3 separate regions of the Zea mays genome follow, and all the other regions are linked to region 1. The links are chromatin contacts, called in public Hi-C maps. All regions are on one chromosome and are shown on one strand. Each heading gives the region's core, a stretch centred on a gene start, on an enhancer-like site or on the middle of the called end of the contact. The rest is flanking DNA. Distances are from core to core; before and after follow the strand shown.

Region 1 (3,255 bases), core at 193-2,692:
GGAGAGGGGCCGGGACGAAATATCTCTTGGGCTGCAAGGGGAGCTATAGCCCTTAGGCCGGACCATTCTCAAGAGATCTTCGGTTTTTTTTTTTGGGCATGATCTGGGTAAAAGGGGGTGAACAAAAAGAGTAAAAAGGAGGAACCAGGAACAAAAAAAAAACATATGTATGGAATCAGCTGAGCTGAGGATGCAAATCTTGGCCAAGTGGAAGAAGGCGTGCATGATGTTCAAGCTAGGCGTAGCTAGCTAGCATGAATTCCATAAAGCAAAAGGGGAAGAGAGGAGGAGGATTAACTAGCAGACTAAGCTATACAATACAATACGATGACCGACCTTTTCCGTGCTTGTTTTCTTGTGCCATGCATGCAGGTGTGAAACCCTAGCCGACCCAAATTCACACCTTTGCCTTGCCGCTACCTTATTTTTTTTAAAAAAAAAGAACAAAGGGAAGAAGGAACAAGGCACCGAAGAGGAACGAAGAATGACTGGTTGACCAGAAGGGTGAGGGAGGGAAGGAAGCAGGATCCAAAAGACCCAGTAACTGACGCCCGGCCCCTAATCTTGGTTCAGGATCAGCCAAAAACACTAGATAAATAGTCTCACGAAAAAAAGATGACTAGCGGAAAGATCTATCAAGAAGTTGAAAAAAAAAAGAGAAAGGGAATAGCGCAGGATTTGGTCGACGTAGTCAGTACTCAGCAGTAGAATCTGAAGAAGAATTATGGGTCATCATGCTACTCACCCTTTCTTGCCCTTGTCAGCGTCTTCCTCCCCCTTGTCGAGCGCCTTGCTCTCCTCCCCATCCCCTTCCTCCTTCTTGCACCTCCCCTGCGGCGAGTCCTCCTCCCTTCCTCCTCCTCCTCCGGCGGCGCCGCCCGCCGCCTCGCTGGACGAGGAGGACATGGACGACGTGGTGTTGGGCGTGACCGGCGCCGTGCCGCCCCCGCTGGGCGTGGGCGTGGGCGCGGCGAAGCCTCCTCCGTCCCCGCCTGTGTCCACCAGCAGCAGCTCCTCCTCCCTCTTGACGACGTCGTCCCCCGGCAGCGGCAGGTCCAGCGCGCGGCACAGCAGGTCGTAGTCCATCCCCATGCCTGGGGCGCCCGCGTGCAGGTAGTCCGCGAACCACGACGCCGGCGCCTGTTGCTGCTGCTGGTGCTGGTGCGTCATCATCGCCTCTCCGGCCGGCGCCGGCCGCTGCGCGAACAGCGACGCCAGCTCGTCGTGGAAGTATAAGTCTCTCGACGACATGGGCGCGCCGCTGGTTCTTGCCGCTTGCTCACTTATCAAGGACGAGGGACGAGGGAGGAGAGGGAGATCAATACGGGGCCAGGGAAGCGAGCGTATTCGGCTATATGGTAGTGGGGGCGTAGTGATGCATGTGAGGCAAAGGGGGCGAAAGGGATGGGGGTGTGTTTATGTGTACGTGGTGCTCGCGCGCGCGCGAGAGAGAGAGAGTCTAGGTGTGTAGGAAGATGATGCACACATACTGCAGATATACTGCTAGTCTAGATGGAGAGAAAGAGAGAGAGATGGATGGATGGTTGGTTGGGGTAGAGGATTTTTCTTGTTTTTTCTTTCGTATCTCTTTTACCAGCTGCTTTTTGGGTTGGCCTTTTGTTTAATTGATCCAGCTTTTTGTGACAGAAACTACTAGCTAGTAGTACTAATTGATTAGACCCAAACGACATGTCCATTTCCCGGCCTCTTTCTTTCCCATCCCCTGGAGCTATGCGCTTGTTTCCATCGCAAGGTACAAAGGTCATCAGTGGGTTAGACTTCACCCTCCCCCTCCTCAGCTCTCTCCCCCCCTAGCAGGCTAGAGAGTGCTTTAGGCCAGACCAGTGAGTAGTAGTAATAATAATGCAGGAGAAGCACCAGATGTAAGCGTGGCGGGAACGGGAAGAGCCGAAGAGGGACGACGGTCTACCGTCACGGGGGCATGGTAATCAGTCAGCGGCGCCGGCGCCCTACCGGTGGCGGTGGCAGCCGGACACACCTGGTCAAACCGCCGCGCCGCGGTCAGACGTTCCCACCCGACACGTGGCGGTGACCCCTTTGACCGGGCCTACCTGCGCGTTGGCCCGCTGGCAGCCGGGGCCACCTTTTTCGCTGACGCCACCTCCTCCGGCCCCCGTCCGGTCTCGAGCCGACGGCTGCTAGTGGCGGTCGTGGGATGCGTGCCGGCGCCCGGCGGTGCCTGGAACTGGGAGGCCCCGTCCCCGGACCCCGTGTGCCGTGCCTGGAACTGGGGCGGGCCGGCCGCGGTCGCCTCGCAGGGTCCGGCCGGTCCTCCGGTCAAGGCGTCTGGCCGGCGGGGCCCGCCTCGTTTCCATTCCGGAGACGTTGCGTTGCGTCGCGCTGGGCGCTCAGCTGCACGGGGGGCGCGTCTGGAAGAAAGGCCACCATCTCTCGTTTCTGGAAGGCCTGGGGGTACTGCTGCTCTGCTAGTGCAGTAGTGCTAGAGCAGGAGCAGGGAGCAGCAGCAGCAGCAGCAAATCCAATCATCAAAAAGGGGTCGCGGTGACAGGGGACCTAGAGGGCTGTTTGGTCTGCCTGCAATCCTTTCTGCGACAGATTTATTTCGAGCACGAACAAAAATGAACAATCATGAAAAAGTGCGCGAGACGTATATCTGAATCTGAGCTGCAGCTGCAGCTGCCCGTCTGTCTTTTTTTTCTCTCTCTCTCTTCTGTTCTGTACCGGCCGCACGGCGACAGCATTCAAATGTTTGGTGAAACTGGTGAACAGTGAAGTAGATGCGTTGGTGCTATTCTGGGATAGAAATTTCCTGCTGCATTCGTTCCGAGGTGCTACTGCTGCAGGACTCTACTGTTCAGTTTTACTGCGGCTGGTACAATACGATCCCGTCTGACTTTACACAGGACCGACATGTACTGTACTCCTATTAGCGACTGTACGTGCACACACAGAGCCACGCAGCATACCGTATACTCCTACATACGTCCACTGGTCCCTGCAAGCCTGCCTCGAGCCAGTTATACATATACCAACATTTGATCTTCTTTCTGCCACCGGCAACCGACCAAGAAAAATGAATCATGCCGCACGTAGCTAGAAGCTAGCTGTGCCCAATGGTCCGTGTGGTCGTGTCGTGTGGATGGAAACTGAAAAGCGGAGCATCGTAGCCTGCCTCGGCGTCGCAGACACTCGCAGAAAAACAACAGCGTGTCATCCCAAGCAGCCGCGAATTTAAGAAAACGCTAGCAGCGGCGGCGGCGGCGCGCGGCGTCT
Region 2 (3,255 bases), core at 369-2,868, 220 kb after region 1:
AAGAAATAAAAGACCTTCCGAAAGGCCCAAAGGCCCAATAAACCGTAAGGTCGTTCTTTCGTGGGCCTGGGGAGAGACAATCAACAAAGCAGAGAAGACGTAAGACCGGACTGGAGCAAACCCGGACGGCCCACAACGTCGAACAAGTAAATCCCAACAGAGACCCGACTTTCCCGCGCTAAAGCCCCCATGCGATGGAGCCATGCGAGGATAAGTCGGCGAGGGTTACGTAGGGATAAACTCAAGAGGTTCACTACCTTTCAACTACTTGTTGTTATCATATCCACGTGTACTGCCCCACGGTCGTGTATATAAGGCCTAGGGGGCACCCCTTCAGAACGATCGACGCTATCTTACTTAGCCACCCACGTAAACTCTCTGTGCCTTCAATCCAGAGAGCCCTCTTGTAACCACGCTCGTATACTCACCAGGACGTAGGGTGTTACGCATCTCTAAGCGGCCCGAACCTGTAAATCTTGTCCACTGTCTCTCGTGCGATCGGCACGAACCATTTTGCTACAGTCGTTGACACCGTCCTACTCCTAAAAACACCTTGAGGGGCAACCCCGGGTGTGCGGGCGGACCCAAAACACCGACATAGCCCATCACCCTAGGGCCCAACCTATATCGACTAAAACACAAAATGAGAAAGGCATCAATCACACGTCCATAGCATCCAACCCCTGTTTAGCGCTCATCCTAGCGTTGTGCTCGCTGCCCAACCGTCGTCCAACAGTCAGCTTATCATCGTTGGCCTACCGCTCAGCCGCCCACCTAACCTCATCGCCAGCCGCCAGGACACCGTCGCTATCCTGTGGCTCGCCTGCCATCGTCGCCAGCCCATCGTCTAGCCGATAGCCCGTCATGACCGGCCAGCCTCCACTCGGCCACGGTCCCACGCTAGAGTGCAAGCTGCCACAACACCACAAGATTAACAGTTTAATGGTGTTTTTGATGTTTTTCTATATAGTATAGAAACGGTAGAAACCGTTTTAAACTAAAGCCAATTTAAACTAAAGCCAATCAGAATTTCTCGATACAAGCAAATCATCTTGGGGCTAACAGCTTGTTGCCACGTCAGTCGCTAGCTATAAACTGTATCAAACGAGCATGCGCTGCTGTTGACGATTGGGAAAATGAGTTGAGCTACGGTCTTCCTCTTCATCAAGTGCCTGCAAGCTGCAACCATAGAGGCTGGGGTAGAGAGAGTGTATCTAGCTAACAGCCGCAATGTTTTGTACCCGAGTGGGTGAAAGACGCAATGTCCATAGTAGACCTGTCTATTTTAACTTGATCATTTTTAACTTTGGTTTAAGATTGTAGGGTTCTCACACCTTCGAAAAGGAGGGACCCTTCCAGAAATTCTCAGTGGCCCGAGGGCCAAAGAGGGGGTTTGGAAATAGTTTTCAACCAGCAATTGACGCGCCTCGGTATGACCTCATAAGCTGCGTCATTGCCCCAAGCGCAAAGATGAGTCTCTACTCCCACCTGACCCCTGTACTTATGGCTTAATCCTCCTCGCCCAGTCATCACCCGTCGATGTGGCACAAAATCACACAAACCATCAGGCATCGACCACGCAGCCGTTTATTTGCGCCGGTTGGAAGCCCAGTTAGCACCATGGGCTGGTGTGTCACACTTCCGGCCCACGAGAGGCGGATGCTCAGCGCCTCAGCGGCCAGATCGTCTTCCCTTCCCCCCTACCCTGTGCGTGTCTGCTCCCTCTCCTCTGGCTGCCGCTCTCCACAGTCCTCGGGCTCCAAGCCTTGCGTAAACCCCGACCCCCACGCGCATAGATGAAGACTAGGTCGCAGACGTCGCCGAAGCCTCTCAAGACGGTGGCGATGGCTCCCAGGCCGAGCAGCACCAAGCGGAAGCCGAGGCCCAAGCCGGCGGGGAAGGGCGACCCCCGCGCACCCAAGAAGCCACCCACCGCCTTCTTCTACTTCATGTGTGTTCTCTGCTGCTCCCTCCCCTGTTAATTTGCCTGCTACGGATTTCGTGTCTGCTGGGTGTTACTGCTCTAGCCTCGGCTAAGCGATTGGTTAGTTAGGGGTTCCAGTTACCTATCAGGGAATTCTAGTGTATGCTAGTATTAGGTGCAAGGTACTGCTTGGTATCTGTGGTATGTATTGGTTTGCTAGCCGCTGAATGGGCTCACCATTGTAGTTTCTTTCTTTTGATTTGGGAATTGGGATCCTGGGAGGTTAGGTTACTTGAAGTTTTTTTTCTCTCGAACGCATAGGAGAGCTGCACATCATTGCACATCATTATATTAAGAGAGGAAAGGTCCAAAGTGGACCGAAATACAACACCCAGAGGGTAGAAAAAAAAGAAGAAAGAAAAAACAGACCAAGACCAAACCCTCAAGCATCCACTCCAGCACCCCCACAAGGGGGGGAGGGAGCCTGAAGGGTCCTACTAGACCCTATTTAAAGTGACAATAATCCCCAAACTGTCTAAATGCTTCGCTCCCGCCTTATTCCAACAGATCAATTTATCTAGAAACAACCTCTTAGTCAAACTAATGGAAGGGCTCACTCCATCAAAAACAGCCCTATTACGAGTGAGCCATAAGCACCAAGCTCCAAGAATAATGACACTATTGAAACCCTTCCTCTTGTACCTATGCACTCTTTTAGAAACCTTTTCCCACCACACAGCAATGACTGTTCAGCAACAATAGGAGTGAGGTTACCAAGCCCGATGGACGACAAAATGAGATGCCAAAAATCCCTAGAAAAACTGCAGGTGCAGAGGATATGTTGGATTGTTTCCTGCTCCTGATCACATAGGAGGCAACACACCGGGTATTGCAGCCCTCTCCTTAGGAGTCTGTCCGTAGTCCAACATTTATTCCTTAAAGCCAACCAAAGGAAAAACTTGCATTTAGGGGGACCCAAGTCTTCCACAATCGTTTCCAAGGCTCAAAGGAAATGGACCCGAAGAAGAAGGCTTTATAACAGGACTTTGAGGAAAACTACCTAGAAGCCGTGTGTCTCCAAACAAGCCTGTCCGCCTCCTGTGAAAGAGTCACCTGTCCAATCTCATCCCATAATTTTAAATACTGCTGCAGCCCAACCATAGAAAGATGACTCCCAATATCCCTAACCCAACGCCAGTTGTCCATAGCTTGAGCAACCGTCCGGGTCGAGCTGACTCTACTGTTCACCAAACAGACAACCTCTGGTGCAATATCAAAGATAGCCTTCCCATTCAACCATTTATCAAACCAAAAGAGAGTGCTTGTCCCAT
Region 3 (3,255 bases), core at 321-2,820, 130 kb after region 1:
GATCCGCCACTGGTCTCCACCCCTTCTTCCATATATGAATTATCTAGTCGGTGAGGTGACGCGCCAACCGATGAGGTGGGTGTACCAATAGGAGGAGACTAAGTATTACCAAATGTTGATGAAATCGTGGAGTACACTTCTACGTGGACCAGACAGACTTGAGCGAAGTACAAGACAAAGTTGATGCGTGAGCAAGTTATTATGTTGCTCTCATCGGAGGAGTATAATACAACATAGGATCCGTGGAATGAACACCCGAGGGAATGATCTTCACTAGAGGGTGTATCGTACCTTCGATTTTATTTGTGAACTATGAAACAATGGCATGTAATGCATTGTAATGTATTTGAATTGCCAAATATTGTTATTGAACTTGTGATAACATTTGGTTCATCTTTCGTTCAAATTATGGGACCTCAATATGCTTTATTTGCCAACAAATCTAAGTAGTTCGATTTCTGTACATGTGCTACCAGTTTATCAGGTAAGTAACCGGTTAATCGGTCTTATTGATGATTATTCGGTCTCGATATGTTTGAATTCTAAACTGAATTGGTTTTAAATTTGACTGGTTTATACCAATTTATCACGATTAATTGGATATCCGTGTCGACCGGTTTCAACCTTGAGCAAGGTCGGAGGAGAACAACAGGAGCCCACCAGCCAGAGGCGAGGGAAAGAAGGGAAGCATCAGGTCCGGAGTAGAGATGGCAATAGGTAAATACCCATCGGGTATTACTACCCCATACCCATACCCACGACACAAAAATTAATCCCATCGGGTCACCCACATACACTAGTGGGTATGGATTTACCTTCATACCCATGTGGGTATGAGTCACCCATCGGGTCAACCGTACCCACAAAAATTAAACATCTATCAAAATATTATATTATACAAATATCAAGTATATTCATCTAAATACCATTACAAAATTTCTAGCATCATTTAACCATCCATTCAACATACCAAAGATAATTGGATAAAGTAGTAACACTAGGATAGTAATACATAACACATTACATGTTCCATTATATAGTCATTAAATTGTCATTAAGCCATCTATTACATTATGGCAGAAAAGATTGTTAAATAGTAAAGAAGATGAATGACTAAAGTCAAAGTTCATGCTTGAGCTAAGTTTATATTGAGTATTTTATACCCACGGGTTGACGAGTATGGGTGAAGGCAGAACGTTCTAATACTCGTTTATCCATTGAGTAAAGATTTTTGCCAATAACAAACCCACGGGTAAAATATTTAACCTATATACTATCCTAATGGAGTAAATACGTACTGGTTATCGGGTCGCGGATACCTATTGCCATCTCTAGCCCGGAGGCGGAGAGGAGGAGAATGTAAAGTCCGATCCAAAAGCCCTGGAGCAACGGACGAATGCGGTAGATGCAAGTCCTCTGGACTCGACCCCCGCATGGGCTGTTCGTGGGCTGAATCGAAGACCTACTCCTAGTGTTTTGGGCCTTCCGGGCTGCACACCCCAGCCCGGCGCTCATGTCCGCTCCTACAAGTGGCTAGACCTTTTCTTCCGTTCACCCGGCCTGCCGCCTGCGTCCTCCCTCGTACGGCAACTTGTGCGACCGCCGGCGCCGACGCCCCAAGGCAGGTGCCCTGTGACCAGGCCTTCGCCGGTCCCTTTCGCGTCCTTCGCCGGCGACGAGCACCACCAGGTATGCGCACCTTTTCTCTTCCGTTCCTGTTGTGCGAAACCGGGCACGCGAACCCTAACTTAAGCTACTGTGTTTGGTCGCATCTAATTTCAGGTGTAATTAATGGAAAAATTAATCTTTTGCCATCGGGTAGAATGGCATACCAAATGTCAGCCTATGAGTTGAAGCCTAACTTAAGCTACTTGCCTAACTTTGAGTTCTTTTACCAAAAAATATTGGGTGTATAAGAGTATCTCAAGAGCTAACGACTCCTCAAAATCAGTTTTAAGGGATATCTAAATAATTAGTGGGGGTAGATTTTAATCCTTTCTCCAACAGATCCCTTAAAGCGGCAGATTGTTTCTGGGGAGCCCAAAAAATCCCTCATTTTTAGCTACAAATGAGGGAGTTTTAAGGGCTATGAAAAAGTTGGGAGCGGTTTATGGGAACTGTTGGAGACACGTTTTTGTGTTTTTCCTAAAAAACTGGATTTAGGGGAGACTTCTGGGGAGCTCTTGGAGATGCTCTAACGCCTTGTTTGGAACCCTTAGAGCTAATAATTAGCCAGCTAACAATTTGTTAGCTGGATTGGACCAGCTAATGAAATACTGGGGGTGTTTAAGTTATCGTTATTTAACTATGATTTAGCTAACGATTAGCTGGGGGTGTTTGGAACCTTTACAACTAATTTTAGCCGCTAACTATTAGCTCTAGAGATCCCAAACATGGTCTAAGTTTACACCCTATGTTCTTTACCAGGTCCGCCCCTACCAAGAATCCCGTTGCTTTTGCTTGCATGCTGTTTCTGATTTTATTTCATATGTTAAAGGCTCAAAGCCGAGACGACTGCCATGACCTTAACTGGTTCCAACCTGCTTCGTGGTTTGCAGTTCGTACGGGAGCACAATCAGAGGTGATCACCATTTGCTGCCTGTTTGGTGAAAGTTGCGTGATGGATGGATATGGAGAGGCGGCTGCTGTGGCCATGGAGTTGGAGGCCGAGGCCAGCCCATCCAGGGGGCGCTCCTCTCCTGTGGTTTCAGGGTCACCATCCCAGAATTCTGATGGAAGCATGTCCTCGTGGCGGCTGGGCCTCAAGAACAGCATCCAGACTAACTTTGGAGATGATTATGTCTTCCAAATTGCCTCTTGGTAAGAGCCCTGTCCTCCTCTGTCTTGTCATTTAGATTGCAGTTTCTATGGCGTCAACCGTCAAGAATGGATAAGGTAGGTTCACATGAGCCATTGGGGCCTATTGAAGGTTGCAGATATAATCCTACTTTACAGTTTGTGTATCACACATGGTTATCTGGTGTATCAGTTCCTCCCTGTATTGTAACTGGGTGTTTCTGGTGTCTTGTATGAATTTTAGACCAAAGACCATCAGTCCTGCTTTCAGATGTTGTTCTGGGGTTTTCAGATTGACAGATCGTATCATCAAGAGGAACACTCCACCAAATTTAAGATCCTCTTGACTAGAATCAACACGCTCCATTAACTAGGACCGATTACTAATGGTTAAAACCAGCACCCCGAAACAAAATAAACCATGCGCTCCACTAAGTATATAAACGCAAAAACAGGCCA

What was found. A called contact is a pair of places that touch in the nucleus more often than the background predicts.
Region 2: a Hi-C map of tassel shows a contact between it and region 1, with 2.2 times the contacts expected there. The contact joins the promoter of LOC100285256 here to the promoter of LOC100383722 in region 1. A contact is called at or near these places in 2 of 25 Hi-C or Micro-C datasets (bundle sheath and tassel).
Region 3: a contact with region 1 is called in a Hi-C map of leaf, with 2.6 times the contacts expected there. The contact joins the promoter of LOC100217313 here to the promoter of LOC100383722 in region 1. A contact is called at or near these places in 9 of 25 Hi-C or Micro-C datasets (bundle sheath, ear, leaf and 3 more) and 1 of 3 datasets of contacts at active chromatin or transcription factors (leaf).

Annotation. Positions count from the first base shown.
Region 1 is chr3:216,569,885-216,573,139 of Zm-B73-REFERENCE-NAM-5.0, reverse strand. LOC100383722 reads right to left here and starts at 1,442. Exons shown (of 3, transcript NM_001176359.1): 1 at 746-1,442. The coding sequence starts at 1,251.
Region 2 is chr3:216,353,327-216,356,581 of Zm-B73-REFERENCE-NAM-5.0, reverse strand. LOC100285256 (HMG1/2-like protein) reads left to right here and starts at 1,618. Exons shown (of 5, transcript NM_001158150.2): 1 at 1,618-1,951. The coding sequence starts at 1,797. LOC111591272 (U4 spliceosomal RNA) reads right to left here and starts at 1,472; the gene lies at 1,324-1,472.
Region 3 is chr3:216,440,939-216,444,193 of Zm-B73-REFERENCE-NAM-5.0, reverse strand. LOC100217313 (Transducin/WD40 repeat-like superfamily protein) reads left to right here and starts at 1,570. Exons shown (of 9, transcript NM_001143659.2): 1 at 1,570-1,689; 2 at 2,559-2,820. The coding sequence starts at 2,621.